Linked DNA regions of Ovis aries: region 2 is linked to region 1. A link is a contact called in public Hi-C data. All regions are on one chromosome and are shown on one strand. The core of a region is the stretch at or near the end of the contact, and the rest is flanking DNA. Distances in the headings are between cores, read along the strand shown. Region 1 holds the start of CUL1 (cullin 1). Region 2 holds the start of EZH2 (enhancer of zeste 2 polycomb repressive complex 2 subunit).

What was found. A called contact is a pair of places that touch in the nucleus more often than the background predicts.
Region 2: a Hi-C map of hypothalamus shows a contact between it and region 1, with 2.3 times the contacts expected there. The contact joins the promoter of EZH2 here to the promoter of CUL1 in region 1. A contact is called at or near these places in 2 of 16 Hi-C or Micro-C datasets (hypothalamus and skin fibroblasts).

What each region holds. Positions count from the first base shown.
Region 1 is chr4:113,064,293-113,067,241 of ARS-UI_Ramb_v3.0, forward strand. It overlaps CUL1 (cullin 1), which reads left to right and starts at 1,439. Exons shown (of 22, transcript XM_060415186.1): 1 at 1,439-1,584.
Region 2 is chr4:113,215,905-113,218,853 of ARS-UI_Ramb_v3.0, forward strand. It overlaps EZH2 (enhancer of zeste 2 polycomb repressive complex 2 subunit), which reads right to left and starts at 1,468. Exons shown (of 19, transcript XM_060415189.1): 1 at 1,342-1,468.

The DNA.
Region 1 (2,949 bases), core at 189-2,688:
CAGTTTTGCTGAGATTGGGGAGAAGATGGAGAAGTTTTGGAGTGGAAAGAGAATGAATGGTTAAGGTAGGAGGCAAGGTTACCTGTGCAGAGCAGAAGTGGTACAGATGCAACCTGGTTATGAAGTGGACATAAAAGTCAATGGTGTAGCCTTAGAGCTAAGAATAATAGTGCAGATGAGTGGAGAGTAAAGGCTGGAAGAAATTAAGAACTAGGAACTGAGGCAATGAGAAGTGGAGAGGAAGGTAGAGATGAACTAAATCCTCCCATTAGGGAAAAACAGACGTTGGAAGAAACAAACAGCAAAGGGAAAGTTGACCCACTCAGCTCACGTGTTAGCTGTGGGGAGTCACAGACAGGACGACCATATTGGATGATGAAATGGCAGAGGACAGGTTAGACAAACGGGAGATGAGCTAACCTGTCCTCTGAGGAAAGCTCGCAGCAGTGAGGGTCTCAGAGAAACCATATGTGTGCAGCCTCCCATATATGTGTACATATATATGTACAAGCCTTCCATTTTTACCTTCAATTCTCCCATGTGCCCATGAGAAAGTTAAATACATCTAAGCTTCTTTTGAATATTTAGAAGTATAGGATATTTGTTGCTGTTCTGCCGCTCAGTCCTGTCCAGCTCTTTGCAGCGGCATGGACTGCAGCACGCCAGGCTTCTCCGTCCTTCACCATCTCCCGGAGTCTGCTCCAACTCATGTCCATTGAGGATATAAAGCACGAATTTAAAAATCCTTAAATAGGCTGAGATCACATACTCTGGTGACAGGTACAGACAAATGCCATACTTTTAAAGATAAAGAGTTGTTGACAGAAGGCCACATTTCAATAGGAGGAACCGCATATACAAGTATGTCTTAAGATATTTCTTCTAAGAGACATCCATATTCCTCAGGAAACAGTGAGGGCTGTGGGAGTAGCCCTAGGCTCTGGGCCTAGCATTTCCACCCCAAGGTGATACTCAATGTTTTAGTTTTGGAGCAAAACAGGAAGTTACAGTCATCAAGTCTTTGGCCCAGATAACCTGAAATCTTTCCATGCTGAACTGTTCATGGACCATGGGATTAGAGAAGAAGCCCCTTCAAGTCCAAGCTTTCTCACCTGTGTCCCCACAGGAAGCCAGGTGGCCATTTGCGCTGCCCAAATTTGTATTTCAGGTAACCACTTGTGAGTTAATTTCAGATGAATGAGACGAACGACTCCGCAGCACTGGTGAAAACAGTCCTATTCAATAGTCATACCTCACTCATCCCATCCATATATGTAAGATCTTCAATTTCATTCTTCACTTAATCTTTACAGAGATTAATGGTAAAGTGTCTTTGTCGACCTCTGTTCAAAAAAGAGTGGGTTAGAGAGTTTGAAGAGGTAAGCTAATTTGGTTTGATCTCCGAACCAATTTTAGAGAGAGAGAGAGACAGAGAGACGCCGAGGAGCTGGGACTTTGAGGTGCCGATCCACGAGGCCGCAGGTGTCCTGGGGTTCAGAGAATGGACGGCACGTTTCTCTGGAGTCTGCTGCGCCTGCCTTTCAGGGCCACTCGCCCATCTCTGACTTTTATCAGCCGGTCGGGGTATGGCTTTTGGTTATCCTCCCGCCGGGAAGGTAGATCCAGCGGGTGTAGTTGTGATCCGTGTCGGTTCAGTGTGTGTGCGCGCAGGAGCGGGGGAGGGCGGCGTGTAAGACCCTCTGCTCCGGGGTGTTTCGGGCCGGTTTCTCCTCAGGCTGGGGCCCCGACCTAGGAAGGTGACCACCCCCGCCCCCTCCTCGTTCGGCCCAAAGTGGCGGGAAGCCGGGTCCTCAGAGGCGGCCCCCAAGGCCAGGGAGGCAGTAAAACCTGGAGGAGGATCCGGTGCGCCCGTCCGGGGAGGGTGCGGCGTCCATGGCCAGGGGCCCGCGGGGGCTTTCAGGTAGAGAGCAGCCCCGCGAGCGGGGCCTCGGCGGCGCGGGGCGGCGGGCGGGGTGGGGAGAACTCGGGGCCGCGGCACGGCGGGCGGGGGCTTTCGGGCCCCTCCCGCTCCGCGGGGCTGGTGGGGAGATGGCGGCGACGGTTTCCCGGCTCCCCCGCCCCGGACGCCGATGGCGGAGCGTTCCGGCCCTCCCCCCCCAGCTTCTCCACCGCGGGAGCCGGAGCCGGTGAGGCCGGGAGGGCGGGGAGCGGCGAAGGGAAGGAGAGAGGGCGGAGGTTGCGTGGTGCAGGCGGCGGCGGCGGGAGGAGGGCCGGCGGGCGGGCCGGGAGGAGGAGGAGGAGGAGGAGGCGGGAGCCGTGTCGCACGCAGCTCCAGGCGGGGCAGCCCCGGCGGCTGAGGGACGCGGCGAGACCTTGGCGGGACGGGGATTTAACCGGGGCCGGGCCCAGCGACCAGGTGGAGACGTCGCCGGAGCCATTTAGGCAGCCGGGAAATGCGGGTGAGTTGTCGGCGGCGCCGGGGCTGAGGGGAGGCGGCGGCGGCGGCGCAGGCCCGACCCGGAGCCGCGGTGTCGCAGTGACTGGGGCCGCGGCGGCCGAGCTCAGGCGCCGGGCGAGAGGCCCGAGGCGCCGAGCCGCGACCGGGCGGAATGGCGGCGGGGGCCGGGGCACTCGTGGGCAGAGGGCGCCGGGGGCGGGAGGGGAGCGCGCGCGCGCGCGCGCGGGGTCCGGCCCTGAGTCACCCCGGCCGGCTCGGGCCTGGCGGGCCGCGGCCCCGGACGCGGGCTCGGGGCGGCCCAGGCCCGGACTACGCACTGGGGAAAAAAAAAAAAAAAGGCCCGATTCATCGCGCCCGAGGCGGCGGCCTGGTGGCGTCCGCCCCTTTCCCAGCGCGACCCGCCTCGGGCCGCGGAGCCGGGCTGGCGAGCGGCCCCCGGGGCAGTCGGGCGCGCGCGCCTCACCTCTCTCCAGGCGGCGACCACCACCCCACCTCAACCAAGGGGTGCCCGAGCCCGCGCCCTCTTTCCC
Region 2 (2,949 bases), core at 218-2,717, 150 kb after region 1:
TTCTGCAGCCAGTCTTTTCTGACTCAACAAAGCTATTGTTCACGGAAAACAAGTCCAATTAATGAGAAATTGCTAACCATACCATCCAAACACACATTTAGCATAAGCGTTTTCTTTGGACCAACTCTTTGTACCATCTCTTCCCCGTTCATCCCCTAGGGATTCGGGGAACAATCTCTCCTCACTAAATGACAGCTGATTTCGTTAGCACCTGTCGCCAGTCTCACACGAGTTGGCCAAAACAGCCTGGACAGGTTTCTTTTTTTTTTTTTTTTTTTGGAAGATGATGATTCTTCAGAAACTGGGGATTCACCAGGCGTTGAGTTCACTAAGTTTTCCAAAATACCACGCTTCTCGATCCCTCCCGTTCTTCACAAAGTGACCCTGAGGCACCGACTTTTGGGGAGGCGGAGATGGGGGTGGGGGGCCCACAAGGACGCGTGAACTCGACGGAAAGCCCTCCGTAACGAACAAAACCGCGGAGATGGGGGCGGGGGTGGGGGGTAGAACAGCGCGACCCGCCCCTCAAACTTAACGGAGAGCCCCGCCGAGACGACAGAGGCGGCCGGGGACCGCCTGGTCCGAGCGGGGCTCGGGGCCTCAGGGCTCCGGGGCAGCTTTCGGCGGAAATGTCAGCAAGCGCGGACGCCCGAGTCCGGTCTCCGCGCGCCGTCCCGGCCCCCGCGGCCCCGGGCCGAGCCTGCGCGCTCGCGGGGAGGGGGCGTGGGGCCGAGCCCGCCCGCCCGCTCCCCACGCCCCCTCTCCGCCCGCTGTCAGGCCCCGGTGTCACTGCCCCTGACTCGCGCCGAGCTCCCCCGAGACACAGTCCGTCCTTTGTCTCTGAGTGCGCACTCGGCGCTGAGGTCCCATCAACTTGTGTGGGTCCCGTCCCACCCGGGCGCTCCCGCCGCCGTGCCGCTCCACACAAAGGAGACCGGGGGCTCGGGCGGCCGGCCCGCCCCGGGCACCCGAGCGCCCCCAGCCCGGCCCCGGCGCCTCGGGAGGAACGGGCGCGCGAGGGGACCCCCCCCCCCCCGCAAACCCTCCGCTCGGCGCCCGCCCGGGCTCCCGCCTCGGGTTTCTCTGGCTCCCACACAGCCCGCCCGCGGGGGTCGCGCGGATCGGCCCGGGCCCACAGCCCTTTCCGAGGGGGGTGAGGGGAGGTCTCTTCTCACCCCCACGAGCCCCAGAGGCTCCCCGGGAAAGCCCGCTTGTGGGGGTGGGGGGAGGATTACCCGGACCGGCTGAGCGGCAGCGGAGATGTCCCGCCGCCGCCGCCCCACGCCGAGCTCCGGAGCCCCGCCGGCCGGCCGGCCTGCCGGCCCGACAGCGGCGCGTTACCTGCGCCCCGCGCCCCAGCCCGCGCCGCTCCCGCGCGCCGCTCCCGCGCGCCACCGCTGCCGCCGCCGCCGGGGCTCCACCGCCTTCTGCGTCCCAGTGGGTGTCGGACGCTCCCGGACCGAGCGCCAAACCAGGCAGCCCAATCGCCATCGCTTTTATTTGGCCCCCCCTGTCCAACCAAGCGCCGCCCCGATTGGCGGGACGCGAGGCGGGCTCCCGTCCAATCACAGGGCCCGCCGGCCTCTGAGGCGCCGAGCCAGCCCCACGCAGAGGCGCCCGCGGGACTCTGCCGGGCCGGGCCGGCGGCGCGTGCGCGCGGGCGGGCAGGCGCTGAGGGACGCTGCCGCCTGAGTGGAAGCGCCGCGCCGGCTCTTTGTTCTTTTCTCCGAACGCCCGGCGCCTCTCAGGAAGGCGGTGGGGCCGGCGTTCGGGGAAGAAGGGCCTCCGGAGCCCGAATCCCCAAACCGCGGGCGGGAAGGCGGGCTGGGCGGGGTGGCGGGAACCGGCCGGAGGGCGGGACGGCGCGCTCGCGGCGCTTGGCGGGAACCGCCGCTTCGGTGTTCCCGGGCCGGAGGGGCGGGGCGGGGCCGAAAGCCAAGTTTGAACCAGTTCAAAACTCGGGGTGGTAACGGTTTCAACTGCCGCGCTCTTTTTCCCCGCGCGCGCAGCGGAGGCCCTGGCCGGCCGGCCGGCGGGCGGGAAGAGCCGGACACGAGGGCTCGCGGCGCCCGGTCTGCCGGCCAGACGCCCTCTACGGCCCCAGCTCCAGCCCGGCTGGTCTCGGGCGAGGAGCTGCGAGCCTCCCGCCCTCCGGCGTGGCCGATGCGCCGTCCCCCGAGCCGAGCGGAGCGCCCTGCCGGCTACTTTTGTCTGCTGCCGCCCCTCGGCCGCTTGGCCCGACTCGGGTCCCACTGGACTTTGGCTAGTCGATCCCACAGTGCCCATCGCCTTAGAAACCCTGGGAAAGAGAGAAGTCACGATTATTTCAGATTCCTCATTCAGAGCGCCTTGTTCAAACCCTTTCCAGTGTTGCAGTGCCAAGCACGTGTCAGCGTTAAAAATCATTTATCAAGGATGATTGTTCATGTCCCTCGTGCTAACTTCTCTACAAAGTATTAAGATGCCAGCATTTTTCAAGTATTAAAAAAAAAAAAAAAGATCATGGGGTGAGCCTGTCTCCACCCAGAGGAGTTAGTGCTATTCCACTTAGGATACAGTCGCCCTTTTTGATTTATCTGGCAGTGAAGTTAAGGTTATTCCGATTTTTTTTTTTAGTAGGGTGTAACTATAGGGCAAAGTAACCCCCTCACCCACATAAACTGAGATTCCAAATTGAGAGCTCACGTGCGGGGCAGGGAAGACGGTCACCTATGAGCTCGAGCTAAAAGCCTAACGGAATCATGCTTTAACGGAATCATGCTTTTAGTATTTTATTTAATTTTTAAATGACTAAGATTTTTAATAACTAGTTGCTCTCTTTGTGTTCCCAGAGACTGGAACAGTCATTTAACCCACTGATCTACTGCCTTTCCTAAATCACGGTTCCGTTCCTCACATATTAAAGTGTGAAAGTGAAAGTCACACAGTAGTGTCCGACTCTGCGATCCC